2 separate regions of the Canis lupus genome follow, and region 2 is linked to region 1. Evidence: chromatin contacts called from public Hi-C data. All regions are on one chromosome and are shown on one strand. The core of a region is the stretch at or near the end of the contact, and the rest is flanking DNA. Distances in the headings are between cores, read along the strand shown. Region 1 holds the start of SLC39A10 (zinc transporter ZIP10). Region 2 overlaps SLC39A10 (zinc transporter ZIP10).

The links. Hi-C and Micro-C count contacts between places; a contact is called where the count stands out from the background.
Region 2: a contact with region 1 is called in a Hi-C map of blood, with 2.7 times the contacts expected there. The contact joins the enhancer-like site here to the promoter of SLC39A10 in region 1. A contact is called at or near these places in 2 of 9 Hi-C or Micro-C datasets (amygdala and blood).

The regions. Positions count from the first base shown.
Region 1 is chr37:5,258,032-5,265,142 of UU_Cfam_GSD_1.0, reverse strand. SLC39A10 (zinc transporter ZIP10) reads right to left here and starts at 4,549. Exons shown (of 10, transcript XM_038585209.1): 1 at 4,420-4,549. The coding sequence starts at 4,465.
Region 2 is chr37:5,320,700-5,327,810 of UU_Cfam_GSD_1.0, reverse strand. All of the region lies in intron 1 of SLC39A10 (zinc transporter ZIP10), which reads right to left. Among named protein-coding and RNA genes, the nearest start is that of SLC39A10, 64 kb to the right of the region's middle. Within about 2 kb of position 3,775, at least 6 of the 20 cell types and tissues checked have an H3K27ac peak or open chromatin away from gene starts, as enhancers often do. A contact at or near this core is called in blood, where this site is marked.

The DNA of each region.
Region 1 (7,111 bases), core at 3,300-5,799:
TCTCTGCCTCTCTCTCTCTCTCTCTCTCTCTCTCTCTCTGCCTCTCATGAATAAATAAATAAAATCTTAAAGAAAAAAAAAAGAGTCACAAGATCCAACTCACAGAGGACCACAAAACCCCACTCTTTACAGCAGTAAGTCATAAATGCTGGATATTCTTAAGATGGCACCCTGTGGATGATTCCACAACCCTAACACAATGGAAAAACCAACCACCTAATGTAAATGTTAGACCCAAAGTTAAAGAGTAAGCCCCTCCCTATACAGTTACCTACATTATGTTTAAGATTTTATTTTTAAGTAATCTCTATATCCAATGTGGGGTTCAAACCTACAACCCTGAGATCAAGGGTGACATACTCTACCAACTGAGCCAGTCAGGTGTCCTTATGGTTAGCTAATTAAAGAAAAACAAACACCAAAAAACCCCCCCAAAACTTATAAAACCCTTTGTTAGAGGCAAAAGAAGAATCCCCCTCTCTTTCTTACTTGGGAGGAAAGACTGCTACTTTGTCTATGAAGTAGCTCCTCTCTCACTTTAATACTTAATAAATCTTTGTCTCTCTTTCCAAATGACTTGCTCTTGAATTCTTTCTTGCCCAAAGCCAAGAATCTTCTTGGTGAGAGGCCTAAGGCCCTCCCTCTTGGAGCCTCAGCCAGTCTGGCATCACTTTGAAGTGATGGCCTTCTCGCTCTATTTTAATTTTTCTTTCTTTCCTTCCTTCCTCCCTCCCTTCCTCCTATTTTCTCTTTTCCTTCTTTTCTGTTTTCTTTCCTCTTTCTTCCTTCCTCACCTTTTCTTTTTCTCTCTCTTTCTTTTGAAAGAAGGTGTCTTAAAGGAGGCAATCACAGAGTCCTGACTATTAAGGGCTGTTGATAATTTTTTTTTAGTAAAACACTGGAGACATTTAGAGGCAACATGCAGCTTTTGACCTATATTTGAGATGAAGAATAGTGCATATTCTCTTGGCTTGACTACCAGGCTCATAGCTAGGTAACTATAAATTTTGGAAAATCCCAACTTTTGTTAGGAGACCATAGATCAATGTACAGGACCTCAGGGAAATTGAGCTTTGATAATCTTCACTCTAATCACATACGCTGAGAAGAGGTACAAATGCTCTTCACTGGGTAAAAAGGAGAAGTCCATCATCTTACTTTTGGATAGCTTAGCATGGTTAGAGGTCAAAACAGGAAGCGCCATTGTTTAGAGACAGAAACATGAAAGTTCTGTTCTTAAAAACACCTCAACCTTCTTCCCCGTGAGGACATTTTGAATGCAGGAACTCTGGGTGGGACCCTATGGCTTCCTGTATTCTCTTTAATCAAAGTGGTAAAGTTTGTTTTTGTTTTAAAATGCAGTTAAAGGAAAGATATTTTGCCGTGTCAGAGGAGAACAACACACAGTTCCTTTTAGATTTTTATGAGCATCTGTGATCATTTGTCAAATGTGGCTACAAAATGACCAGTGCTGATGAAATGCCATTTTATTTTTAGAGAAAAGCCTCAGCACACTTTCCCAAAATAATTTTTTAAAAAATCTCTGCTTCTTTCCAGGGACGTTTTGTCCATGGCTAAATGTAGGTGCATACACTTTTGTGATAGAAAACATCTTTTTACCCAAATAAAATGATGGCCAAAGACTTAAATGCTATGATCTTTGGAACTGATGATGCAGATTTTTATTTTCTAGGTTTCTTATGCACAAATACTAATAAGCCATTCCTAAGACACTCGTTGGCTTGAATTAATATTTTAAAGAGAAAAATGTCATAAACCTAAAAAAGGAAGGAGAAGCCAGAAAACAATATGGTAAATGGATATCTCTGTCTCTAACCTTTCAGTTCCAACCTTTCAAGTTTTCTCCCAGCCCATATTGGATAGCAAATAAATATTCTAGAATAAAACTAATCATTCAAAATAAGGATAGGTATAAATTTCTACAGGTAGAATGTAACTTTTTTTTCTATTTTCTCAATGAAATAAGACTATTTCAAATAAGGATATACTGATATATTGAGGGGCTATCTTCAGCCCAAATGCTTAATTAGAAGATTATCTTTATTGGTAAGCTGTCATCATACTAAAAATGCAACTTAATACAGTAACAAAATAAAAGGCAAAACCTTCGGATAATAGTCTAGGAAACTAAGATAATACACCTCTCTACCCATCCAGAGCCAGTCAAGGACTTGACAAAGGACACCATTTTTTGTATTTTTCATTGGGGTCTTAAATATATTTGAGTATGGAGTTTCTTACATATTGATTTCTGCATACAATCTGTGGAAAAGGAAGTTCTCTGACTTCTGTATCAGAGAATATGAAATGACTGGCCATACTCAAAACTGAGAAGCATTTTGCAAAACTATTGAATAACTGTAAAAATAGGTGGTATTTCACTGAATCTCCTAAACCCATCCATTAACTAGGACTTTATTTCCTTTCTACCGTCAAAGTGTAAAAGAGGTAAAGTTATAGGACCAGAATGAAACTTTCAAGAGGTCTCTTTATCCCGCATGAGTTCCTGTAATAGAATGTGCTGGCGATTCCATTTCTCATCTGCAGGAATCCAAGGGGAAGGAGCAAGAGTTAGAGTAGAAGGTGAGAAAGTGATCATTGCAGAGTCTTAATGTCTCAGAGTCTGATGTGATCACAGGGCTCTTTAGTTTAGCCTCCTACCTTTTCACTCTCCAAGATCATAGTGTTTCTGTTTTGTGTTACAAGAGGAGTTGGTAATTTAATGGGGTTTATTTATGCAGTTGGAATTTTAAAGTAGAGGGTAAATTAAAAGGAAGTAAGACTTGATTACAAGATCAAAGCTCTATTTGAAAACTGTGGGGTTCTTGCAGGAAGAAATTAGAAAGCTTTAAAAAGCTGTACATTTAAAAAGTATTTTACAGTTTACAAAACACTTTTATGTAAAATTATTTCATTTACACATACAATGAGGGAGCTCCAGGGAGTCCACTAGCAGAGCTGTGACTAGAATCGTACTTCTGGTTGCTTCATCTAAGACTCTGCACTTCCTCTTTTTCTTTCTCTCTCTGCTCTCCTTCTCTCCTTCCTCCTCCTACTCCCGCTGATTGATTCTGAAACTTACTATATGGATGCTTAACAACACAAAGAACTAAAAACTTTTTGAGGGCAAATTTAGTGTCTTATTTATTTTTGCATCTCTAGCCATCTAATCCAACATAGGTATTCAGCTAATATTTGTTGAATGAATTAATAGAATAAAATAAAAAGATAAATTGAAGGAGAACCATCTTTCCAGATAGTAAACTAGTAAATGAAAATAGAAAATTAATACTATAGATTTTAGACATTTAGAATATCAAGTACTGTATTAGATGCTATCTTATCATCTGATCTGTCATTTATCTTGTTAGCCTAACTCCAAATAATACATTTTATCATCAATAATACATTGCTATTGTTTACAAATTTTCAGGTCATTAAATCATAATTGAAATGTAGAAAGATTTGTCTTATTTTACTGACAACATGAAAGTTAGATTCCATTCTTCAGTAACATATGGTTGTTTGGAATAAAACAAATAAAAATAATCATTAACAATTATTTCTCAATAAAACTGGGGGGAAAATGGTCATAATTACCTGTCACATCTGGAAAGTAGAAGACTATGACCATTAACTCTTATTTGTGACAGTTTTCCTTATTTATTGTTATTATATTTCCTTTATAAATATCACAGGTTTCTGAAAGCATCAACTGATCATTTTTATATTATTCCCATCAACCTGGCTTATCTGTGAATAGATTCCAACTGGCAACTGGCCATGCTTGGATAAAACAAGATTTCATAGGTAGATCTTGTTCTGCCTGCATGTCGAGGTAAAGATCCTGGACGTGTTGAGCTTTATTTTATTTCTGCAAAGTCTCTAAGAGTAAATATTTGTGTGTGTGACTTGGAAGAAAATTTAGAGGAAGCAGAAATTTATTCTTTATTTAAGACTCAGAATCATTGAGGTAATGTCCTAGCAAGACACACTGAGAAGAAGAATCTCAAGCATATACAAATTTTACAAAACCAAACCCATAAAGCAAATAAAGATGAAATATCCAGTATCCAATTTAGACTCTCTAGATCCACACCAAAGAAGAAAATACAGAAAAATGGCCCACGCTGTAATTTTGCCAACTTAGTTAGCTGCTGTTAAGAAACACTACAGGATGCCATCTAGTGACAGGTGACCAACATATGATTAATCACATAGAAATGATGGGGTGAGGACGTAAATATCCCAGGGTTTTGTATGTAAGGAGAAAATCCTTCTGAGAGAATTACATTTGGTAGATTAGTTTTATTTCTCTAGGTGCACAGAGTGTATGGAAATTTATCAGAGAGCTGCAGCCTGGGGATTTTTATTTTGAAAGACTGTATTGCCACCTACCTCCAGATCTGAACCTCCACCTCCTTCTGCCGCTGCCCTTCACCATCCAGTCCGCAGCTGAGCTCAGAACTGGTGAGTGCCCTCAAGTCGTAGCCCTCCGTAGAGTGACAGGTGGTGGAGGTGGAGCACTTTAGAAACCAGTCTCAAAAAAAAAAAAAAAACCAAAACACAAAAAAACCAAAAAAAACCCAACTTCAAAAAAGGAACCAAGATGATTCCTAAAACAATCTGTCCCCAATTAAAAATAACAACAACAATAATAAATAAACTGCTGGAAGTTCAAAGAGTAAAACTAAAATAAGGACCAGAGGAAATCATCTGTGTTTTTCTCAGTCAACGACTGTGCAGACCTGATGCTGTCTCGTTCCTCCTACCAAAGCCTCACTGAAAATGCCAGAGACCTCTCTCTAAATGGCTGTAGCATTATGCCCTAAGGGAAATAATTTTTTTCAACATTTCTCATCTTTTGTAAACAGATGGCATAGTTCTTTTTTTCTTTTTCTTTTCTTCTTCTTTTTTTTTTTTTTTTTAAGAGAAAGACCAACAATCTGTCAACTGTGGAATTCTCATAGTCCAATAATTTCTTTTCGGTTAATTTTTCACAACTAGATTAACCAGGGCTGCTGCCATAGATACATTGAAGAAAATGAGATGCTTCCCAGTATTCATGTATATCCCATTAAAGCTCAATAAGAATATCTCAGTTGCCTCAGAAAAATATCAAGTTAAAAACCCTTGTGGAATGAAAAGAAAAGCTTATCAAAATCTCCAGCCTTGAGTGCATCTAGTTGTTTGCTTTTTATTGTTGCCTACATGCTGTGATTGGAGCACAATGTGTGGAAATTGCATAACCCTTATTTCCACAAATCAAAGCTATTGAGAAATGGGAAGGCCGTGTAGGAGCTGCTACATGAAATGTTGATCAAAAAAAAAATTCTGCCTTTATATCTAAAGTCTTCTCTTCTTTCTTTTAACTCTAGTTTTAACCATCACTGGCCTTTGTGGGCTTTTTTTTTTTTTAAAACTAAAATCAGAATTAGCTACAGGCCAAGTAACATTGTTTTAAAAAGTGTTTGTCTCTCTGTTCCTTATATTTTTCTTTTGTTCAACTTCATTTTAGGGTTTTTTGAAATCTGGTCTAGTCTAGGCAAAAGGTTCTGAATTCAAGTATTGGAGCCATCAAGATAAACTTTGGTGCGATTTCCATGCCTCAGGGGAAATTTTGGTGCCTTCAGCCCAATCCGCTCCAGGTTGGGGATGGTGGGAGTTAAAAGAGTCCTTTTAGATCTTCTTTCACATTTAAAATAGTGATCAGTTAGATGGTCTTTTGGGTCAAAGTGAGCCTTGGGCGGGATTAGGGAGTCAAGAGAAGCCCGGCTCATTCCAGCTCTGTTACCCTTGCCCAACAGAATTTTGGTTGCACTGCTCTCATTGATGCCCACACTCTCTTCTTTCTTTGGCGCCATGGCTACTGGTGAGAACTGAAAAACTTCCCCCTTTCCAGTGAATATATCAGGGCTAGGCCAGGGATGGATGGGATGGGAACCTCTACCACCTTTTTGGAAATCTGGAAGCTCAAATGGGTTATTTACCTCAGAGTGAAATGCCCTGTTGCTGGGAGAAATTCTATTGAGGTATTCTCTTAGTCCTTTCAATTTTAAAGTCGTTTTGAGGAAGTAATAGTGTGCAAAAAAAAAAAAAAAAAAAAAAAAAGGCATAAAATTTAGCCATGGGTTGACACTTTCCAACACCTGGGCTACAGTGAGCATAAAAATATCTTTTTAGGTTCTAGATTATGATCAAAGATTGTTTTCTTCTGTGATAGTTCTCCTTGAAGTAGTATTTTGGTGTTTTTAAAAGCAAATTCCAGAGATTTTAAGGTTAAAATAGTGAGTAGAACAAACATCTATGGTCAGTCACACAGCCTAATTTTGAATCCAGTTTTTTCTTTTATCTTTACATTCCAGGGCCATTTTTTCCCTATCCTTTTCACCTCTGGGATTTTTCTGGGAAGAGAAGTATAAAATTGCCTTTCTGCCTACATCCCCTTCTAAAAGAATCTGTTCCCACCCACAAACCCTGCTAAACAGATGGGCCTAGTCATCCATGATTATCTCAGATGACCCTACTCCTCTGGCTATAGGAGACAAGGACCAATGTGTGGAGACCCACTATGCAAGTCAACCCATAGGTTAGGCCAAGTTAATTATATTTAAGACTTTTGATATAAAGCGCAAACATCACAGGTCAATGATGGGAATGGAATTAGATTTGCAGAATCACAGATATTTGGCTTGGGAGTTGTCCCATGGCAAGAGAGCAATGTGGAATAGACATGCAGAAAGAAAGAATAACAAGAGCTCTGGTTGATATTTGGGAAGTCTCTCCTCGCCAGCCAGGCTTCTTTCTACTTTCTAAGTAAACATTGTGTTTTCCAGCACGGGTTGGGTCAGATTGCCCAGCTCCAGGGCTAATTGCTGTTTGGCTTCAGACATTGTTCCTCCAGTTAGGAACAACGATGTTGAGTAGACAGTGGCAAGGGTTTGGGGGAAAGAAAATTTCTCTCTAACCCATGGGGGTTACCACAAAAGCACTCTCTGCTTTTGTAGATATGAACTAGGAATAATGAACTTCTGGTTGTTTCTCACTACCTCCTTGAGACCATTAGAAGAGACAAGGTGGAGGTGAAAAC
Region 2 (7,111 bases), core at 2,526-5,025, 63 kb before region 1:
AAATGGTTTCCTTTCATTAATTTTGCTTATTCACACTGCACTGATCACAATTTTATTTCACATATATAAAATTTTAAGCATGGCCCACCTACCTTTGTGAGGGATGATATAATAAATCCAGTGGCCTTTTTTGCTCCTCAGAGGATTAGAAAAGAACTAGCTACAATAAATATGGAAAGCAACCACACTTCCTACCTCAATTTTTAGTTGTGACTAAAGGAAGTCTGTGTCATAAACGTGGTTTCCCTCAAGTAGAGGGGAAAAGTCACCGTTCACAACAAAGTTAAGAACTTTTAATTAGGGTACAGGCCTGGGTGGCTCGGTCCGTGAGGCATCTACCTCTGGCTCAGGTCATGATCTCAGAGTCCTGGGATTGAGCCCAAGGTCAGGCTCCCTGCTCCGGGATGAGTCTGCTTCTACCTCTCCCTCTGCCCCCCACAACCAGCTCTGTCTCAAATAATTAATTAATTCTGATTTTTACATGGCCAAAAAAGTGTGGATCAGACAAGGTCATGCCTAGAGGAAAGAGAACAAGAAAGACTACATTATGTGGATATATAGCACTGAGGTGGGGTGGGGGTACAAAGTAGCAGGAAAAGGTGTTAACGAATTGAAAAAAGATGTCAGGAATATATTCTAAACCAAGGCCTCAAAATTAACAATTGTCTACTCACTTTTGGAGACTATGTATTCCAGCCTGGAAATCGAGCCCCCCCTCCCCCCCAAGCTCTCTCCCCAGCCTGCTCCAGATCTGAAGCCAGAGAAATGTAAAAGGCACACCTCATGGTGTTCTTTAAGACCCGTAGCACTGTGTGACATCTAACAGGTCAAGCCCAGGATCAGGATGAGACTTGGGATGTATGAGGTCCCACCCTGGAGAGAGACAAATGTGACCGATGTGCCTGTCAGGTGAGACCATTTTGAGTTTGTAGGCCTCTGCAATAAAATGAGTTTCCGGCTAACTGCACAAACTAAAATAGATTGGAGAAATGAAACAATTAAAACAACAGTTCAAACAACTCCCCACCCCCAGTAGAAAAGTGAACTTTTATATCATTGGCCTAGTTGCTGCCAACATTAGACTAGGCAAATCCCTCAGTTCTGGTTCATTGCGGTGTAAACACAAGGACTTTCATCAACATTAGACAGGAAGAAGGACAATATGGAGAGGCTTCAAGCTTCTGATTTGCCATGGCAAGTCCTTTCAAAAATAGGAACGAGACCTAACCCAGGGGAAATAGGAATACCCACTCAAGAATTAATGAAAGGAAGAAGCTCACAGCCGGAGCCAGGATAACAGTCAGACCATACATTTGCCTACATGATGGTACCAAGAAGACTTCTTGCCCAGGGTCACCCATCCCCGGAATTTCACATTTAGAACTTTATTACTGGAACCTGAAACCAAAGGGACTTTGACCTGAGGGAAGTTACCACTATTTTACTACTTATTTATACTGCTGCGAGAGTGTATTTTTTTTCATGCCTTTTCTGAAGAAGAGGAAGTGTTAAGAAGGGAGGAAACACGATTATCCCGTTTCCTAAGGGTAATGTGGTTCAAAGTAGTGTGGGACAAAAGGAAAACTAGACAAATTGCCAACTTCTCAATCTTGCTTCTAGCCAGCCTCGTTCACTCACAGAATACTAAGATGAAGAAAACCAGCAGGCTTGGTAAGCTGTCCCTTGTACCAAGCCTGGGGGCCTAGATGCCAACAGGCAGACGTTCTGGATCTTTTACAATGCTGGAAGCACAGGAAAAAAAAAATCAACTTTCCAAACCTTGAATCCTAGTCCAAAGGAATTAAAAAAAAAAAAAAAAAAAAAAAAAAGGCAATGTAAGTAATCCACATGAATATTGTAAACTCAAAGAGGATTTGTGAATGGTCACACTTCAAGGAAAACTATCAACATGGAAATGCATTAGCAGTAAGTGACCATGTAAATTTTTCAAAGATTTCATTTATTTATTTGAGAGAGAGAGAGAGAGAAAGAGAACAAGGGGGAAGAGCAGAAGGAGAGGGAAGAGAGAGAGAAGCAGCTGAGCATGGGAGCCCAACTTGCTCCATTCCAGAACCTTGAGATCATAACCTAAAGCCAAAGTCAGATGCTTAACGGACTGAGCCTCCTAGACAAGACGCTCCTCCATGTGAATATTTTTTAAAGCAGGTTCATTTGCTTAACCAGTTAAAATTAATAAACTCATTTTTAAAATTCACTTAAAATGTCATCACATGAGAGGTTTCAAACCTTGCCTAGAGATTCCAACTAATGAGACCCGTCTCACAAATGACACTTATGAAAACAATCAATATATCTTTTAAAAATCAAGATACACTAGGTTTAGCTTAACAAACATTGCTTACCTTTATTTATTAAAAATTTGACAGCAGGAATACAGCAGAATTCTAAACATCAGAGAAGGTAATAAATGAATTGTCAAAACAGAGTAGCTTTTAGGGATTTCTAAATTTTTCTTGCGCTGTTTCTAACTAAAGTCCAAATTATATTTTATTTTTACTGGAATAAGCCACTTTTGCATTTTTCACAGAATGCCATGGACCAACTCTTCTAACCATTTCACATCTTTAGAGAAGCTAAATGTTTTTGGGGGAATGTTTTTGGGGGAATGATTCTGGCGGTAGCCAATAATTAAGAACCTACTATGCTTGGCTTGCTTCCCCATAGATGATCTCACCTACAGCTTCCAATGATTTCATCAACTCAGGTTTCATTCCAATTACCGTGACAGTTGCTTTCTCTAGGCAATTAGGTTTCACAGTGTTTCTTCCCACCCTAAATATGGGAAAATGCATAGTTTAAAATGTGTCAGGTGGTTTAAATGAGTTAAATATAACTTATCCCTGTACAGCCCTGCAAGGTAAATATCATTATGCCCATTTCGCAGATGAAGAAAGTTGAGGCAGTTACACAGCATGGGGCAGACCCAGGACCCCAGTCCAGACAGTCGATCTGGAGACTACAGCCTTAACCCTTGCAATACCTTCCCTCCTTATATCAAGTCTGTCCCAATTTTTGTGAGGATACCTATATTAGTTTCTCTGTAAAGATTGATAATTTTTTTTTAGAAATCTGTAGAACCATAAACTGGTTTTCAGTCTGTAAATGTTGCAGGTCAATGGAAATTTTAAATGGAATAGAGAATAGAGAATAGCATAAAAACATTTCAAGATACTTGTAATGTGAACATTTGTTCTTTTTTGCTTTATCTTTCAGCTTGACTGGCTTGAATCAATTCCAAGGGAGATGTTTATTCCACAGTCTCTTAAATTAGAAAGTTAATTAGCCAATCTGGTTATACATTTAGTTGAAAGCTTTCCCCTCTTTATGGTGATTTGATGTAGTTGTTCAAGTATTTATTTATACCAGTAGAGTTATATTAAAAATTAAGCAGAATCAATTATATGTTAACAAGTTTGATCAGTCATGTTAAAGCGAGCTATTAACGTGCTCATCAACGAAGACTTGGTCAGGTGCAGGCAAATATATCCCAGCAAATTTATTTTTTTTTATTATTTTTTTTTAAATTTTTATTTATTTATGATAGTCACACAGAGAGAGAGAGAGAGGGGTCTGGGTTGCTATGGCAATCAAAGCAAACATGCCTTCAAAAAGGAAGTGATATGCAAGGTCTGACTTTTTTTTTTTTTTTTTTTAGAAGGTCTGACTTAAGGATGAGTAAGACAGAGCCGATTAAAGGGCAGGGGGCAGAGCAATGCAAGCAGACGGGTGAAATGAGTACAAGTATGGTTCTCAATTGGGGAACTGAAACCCAGGGTGTTGACGTGTGTTTTTGACACGGGAGATTGGAAGAGAGGAGACAGGACCGGTAAGGCAGGGCTTTGTGGGCCATACAGAGAGTCTGAACGCTGCCCTGGAGGCTGTAAGAGCTGCCCAAGGATCTTAAGCAAGTGTCAAGATCACAGGCAAGAGGGAAGTAGGCAATAGGATCAGCTTGGTAGGCAGAAGAAGGCCTCCCACACCCCCTACAAGTGATACCCACATTCTGATCTCTGGAACCCGTGAATGTTAGTTTACATGGCAAAGGAAAGCAGAGACTGGGGATAGAATTAGGTTGTCAGTTAGCTGACCTTGAGGGGAGAGGATCCCAAATTAGGCTCAAATTTTTTTTAAGATTTTATGTATTTATTCATGAGAGATAGAGAGAGGCAGAGACACAGGCAGAGGGAGAAGCAGGCTCCATGCAGGGAGCCGGACGTGGGACTCGATCCCGGGTCCCCAGGATCATGCCCTGAGCCGAAGGCAGCGCTAAACCGCTGAGCCACCTGGGGATCCCAGGCAGGCTCAATTTAATCACAAAAGTAGAAACAGGAAAATCAGAGGGTGATGTGACCGTGGAAGTTCAGTCAGAGTGATGCAATGTTGCTGGAGAAAGAAAGCCAAAAGCTAAGGAATGTGGGTGGCCTCCAGAAGCTGGAAAAGGCAGGGAGATGGGTCCCTCCAGAAGGAGTGCGGCCCAGTGAGACCATGTCCGACCTCCGACCTACAGAACTTAATAATGAACTTGTTCTAAGCCACCAAGTTTGAAGTAACGTGTTACAACAGAAATAGAAAATGAATACCCTGGGAAGCTGTTACAGCAATAATCCACGTGTGAAGCAATCGTGGATTAAACAAAGAGCTCTGATAAGGGTCAAGGAGAGAAAATGAAACTGGACCCCCGCTCTGTTAACGTCCTAGCTATGGCCTTGAAACACCCTTCTTAAAGCCTGATCGTTCAGCTTCGAGTTCAATACCTAAAAACTGAGCACTATTTTGCAGGGTTTTGTTTGTTTTACTTTCTATTTTTATGAGAGTAATACATTAACATTAGCTTTAAATTTCAAAAAGAAATGGCGTGCTATAATACAAATGAATCCTGAAAACATTATGCTAAGTGGAGTAAGTCAGACACAAAAACAAATATCTTATGATTCCACTGGTATGAGATACCTAGAAAAGGCACATTCATCAAAGCAGAAAGTACCAGAACAGAGGTTACCACGTGGTGGGTGGGGGAAGAGGGTGAGGAAGAGAATGGGGAATTAAGGCATAATGGGTACAGTTTCCATTTGGGATGATGAAAAAATTCTGGAAATGGATAGTGTTGATGGCTGTACAACACTGTGAATGTACTTTAATGCAACTGAAGTGTTAAAATGGTAAATTTTGTGTATAATTTACCCCAACAAACCCTACCATATTGATTAAACCCATTTGATTTTATTTTGCAATATCTTAGATGCTAGCAAGAAAAAAAGTAGAATTTTTTAATGGGCTCTCCTTCATCTACTCATAAATACAAGTCAATAAAACCTTTCTGTCTGAGTGTCAGACCTTAAAAAAATGGCTAAAATGATATTTATTATATATATTTAACTACAATTAAAAAAAAATTAGAACAGAAACAGCAGTATATCTCCAACTCCGGAATTTACCTCCTGGAACAAAACCTTCCATTATTTCAGCTTTTCTCCAGGGAATTATGTCCATGTTTTAAAATGATATACTTACCCTGCTATTTCATCAATTTTAGATTTCTGCTATTGACTTTCAATAAGGAAGGCCAGGATTTAACTCTCTTAAATACACACACTCATATCTAGGAGATCAGGGAGTCTGCTCCTTTACATCAGATTTCTTTTCTTTTTTCTTTTTTTTTTTTTTTTTAAAGAATCTATTTATTTATTCATGAGAGACACACACACACACAGAGAGGCAGAGGGAGAAGCAGGCTCCATGCAGGGAGCCCAACGTGGGACTCGATCCCAGGTCTCCAGGATCGCACCCTGGGCCAAAGGCGGCTAAACTGCTGAGCCCCTCCGGGATCCCCTCGATTTTCAACATCTTCCTATTTCCAGATATATGGATCACCTCCTTCTTCACAGGGGCCCAGTGCTACAACTCAGCACCCCCAAGGGCTTCCTTCTTCCTGCTATTCCCATTCCCAAGGACTAAATTCTCTAAGGAAAAATAGTTCATCATTCTCTATCTTTCAAACTGTTTATTACTCTTGCCCATTATCTTCTCTATTGCTGTATCTTTGCCATTTCTTTACTTCATTTTTGTGATCTTTTAGTTGAGAAAAACATAAACACCCGTGTTCCATCTGTCATAGTTTACCAGAACTACTCCAGGGTTGCTTTTAAGATTAAATAAACTAATACAAGTAAATAAGATAATGTAGGCATTTAAAATACTTTGTAAAGTCCCTGACACCTAATAAGGTATAATCAAAGCAACAGTAAGGTCCCTGTCACAATTATCACCAATTACCTAGCAAAAGGTTGTTAGTAGGGCCTACGATGGAATTTCAGAAAATACTGCTTACAACAGAATATCATTGTTGATTTTCCAACATTAATTGCATCTGATCAGAAATTTGATTTTCCTTAAATAAGAGTAATTTTCATGGTGTATCTATAGGGTAAAATATTCTGCAGCTAAAAAGGATAATCTAGATTACCAGAAACTTTCTCATCCTTTAGGTTTCACTTTCTCCAAGAGGCCTTCCTTATCTCGAGAGCCCTCTTCCCCTAACTTACCACTTCTCCCTCTTCTCAGTATATACTATTTCTTTCCTTTATGGTTCCAGTCAATTTTAAAATCCCCCTTACCCCTTTCTCTGTGTGCCTTTAATTGTGTTTTATCCCTAACCAAACTCCTCAAGACAAAGGGCTGCAGGAGCTGTGGTTACCAGCAAGGTCCCCTCAGGCCCCAAAAAAGTGCCTTGAAGAACTGTTGTGCATGAGTGGAACGCCAGGTATAACACTATAGAACATATAATGAGATTTGGAGAAATAAACTACGTTCATAGTGGTGGGATTTGGTAAAGGTTATAACATTTTTATAATTTCTCTATCCTAATGCTGTTACTAGCACCACTAACGAACAGTTACTGAATGTTTACTAGGCATCAGAACTTTCCTAAGCATTTTACAGACATTTTCTTACATGATTCTCACAACAACCCCGTCTACTCTCATCATACCCATTTCACTGCTAAGAAAATTACTGCAGAGAAATCCTGTAACTTGCCCAACTGGGGGGACATCTGCTAAACCGCAAACCCACCGTCTAAGCTCAAAGCCCT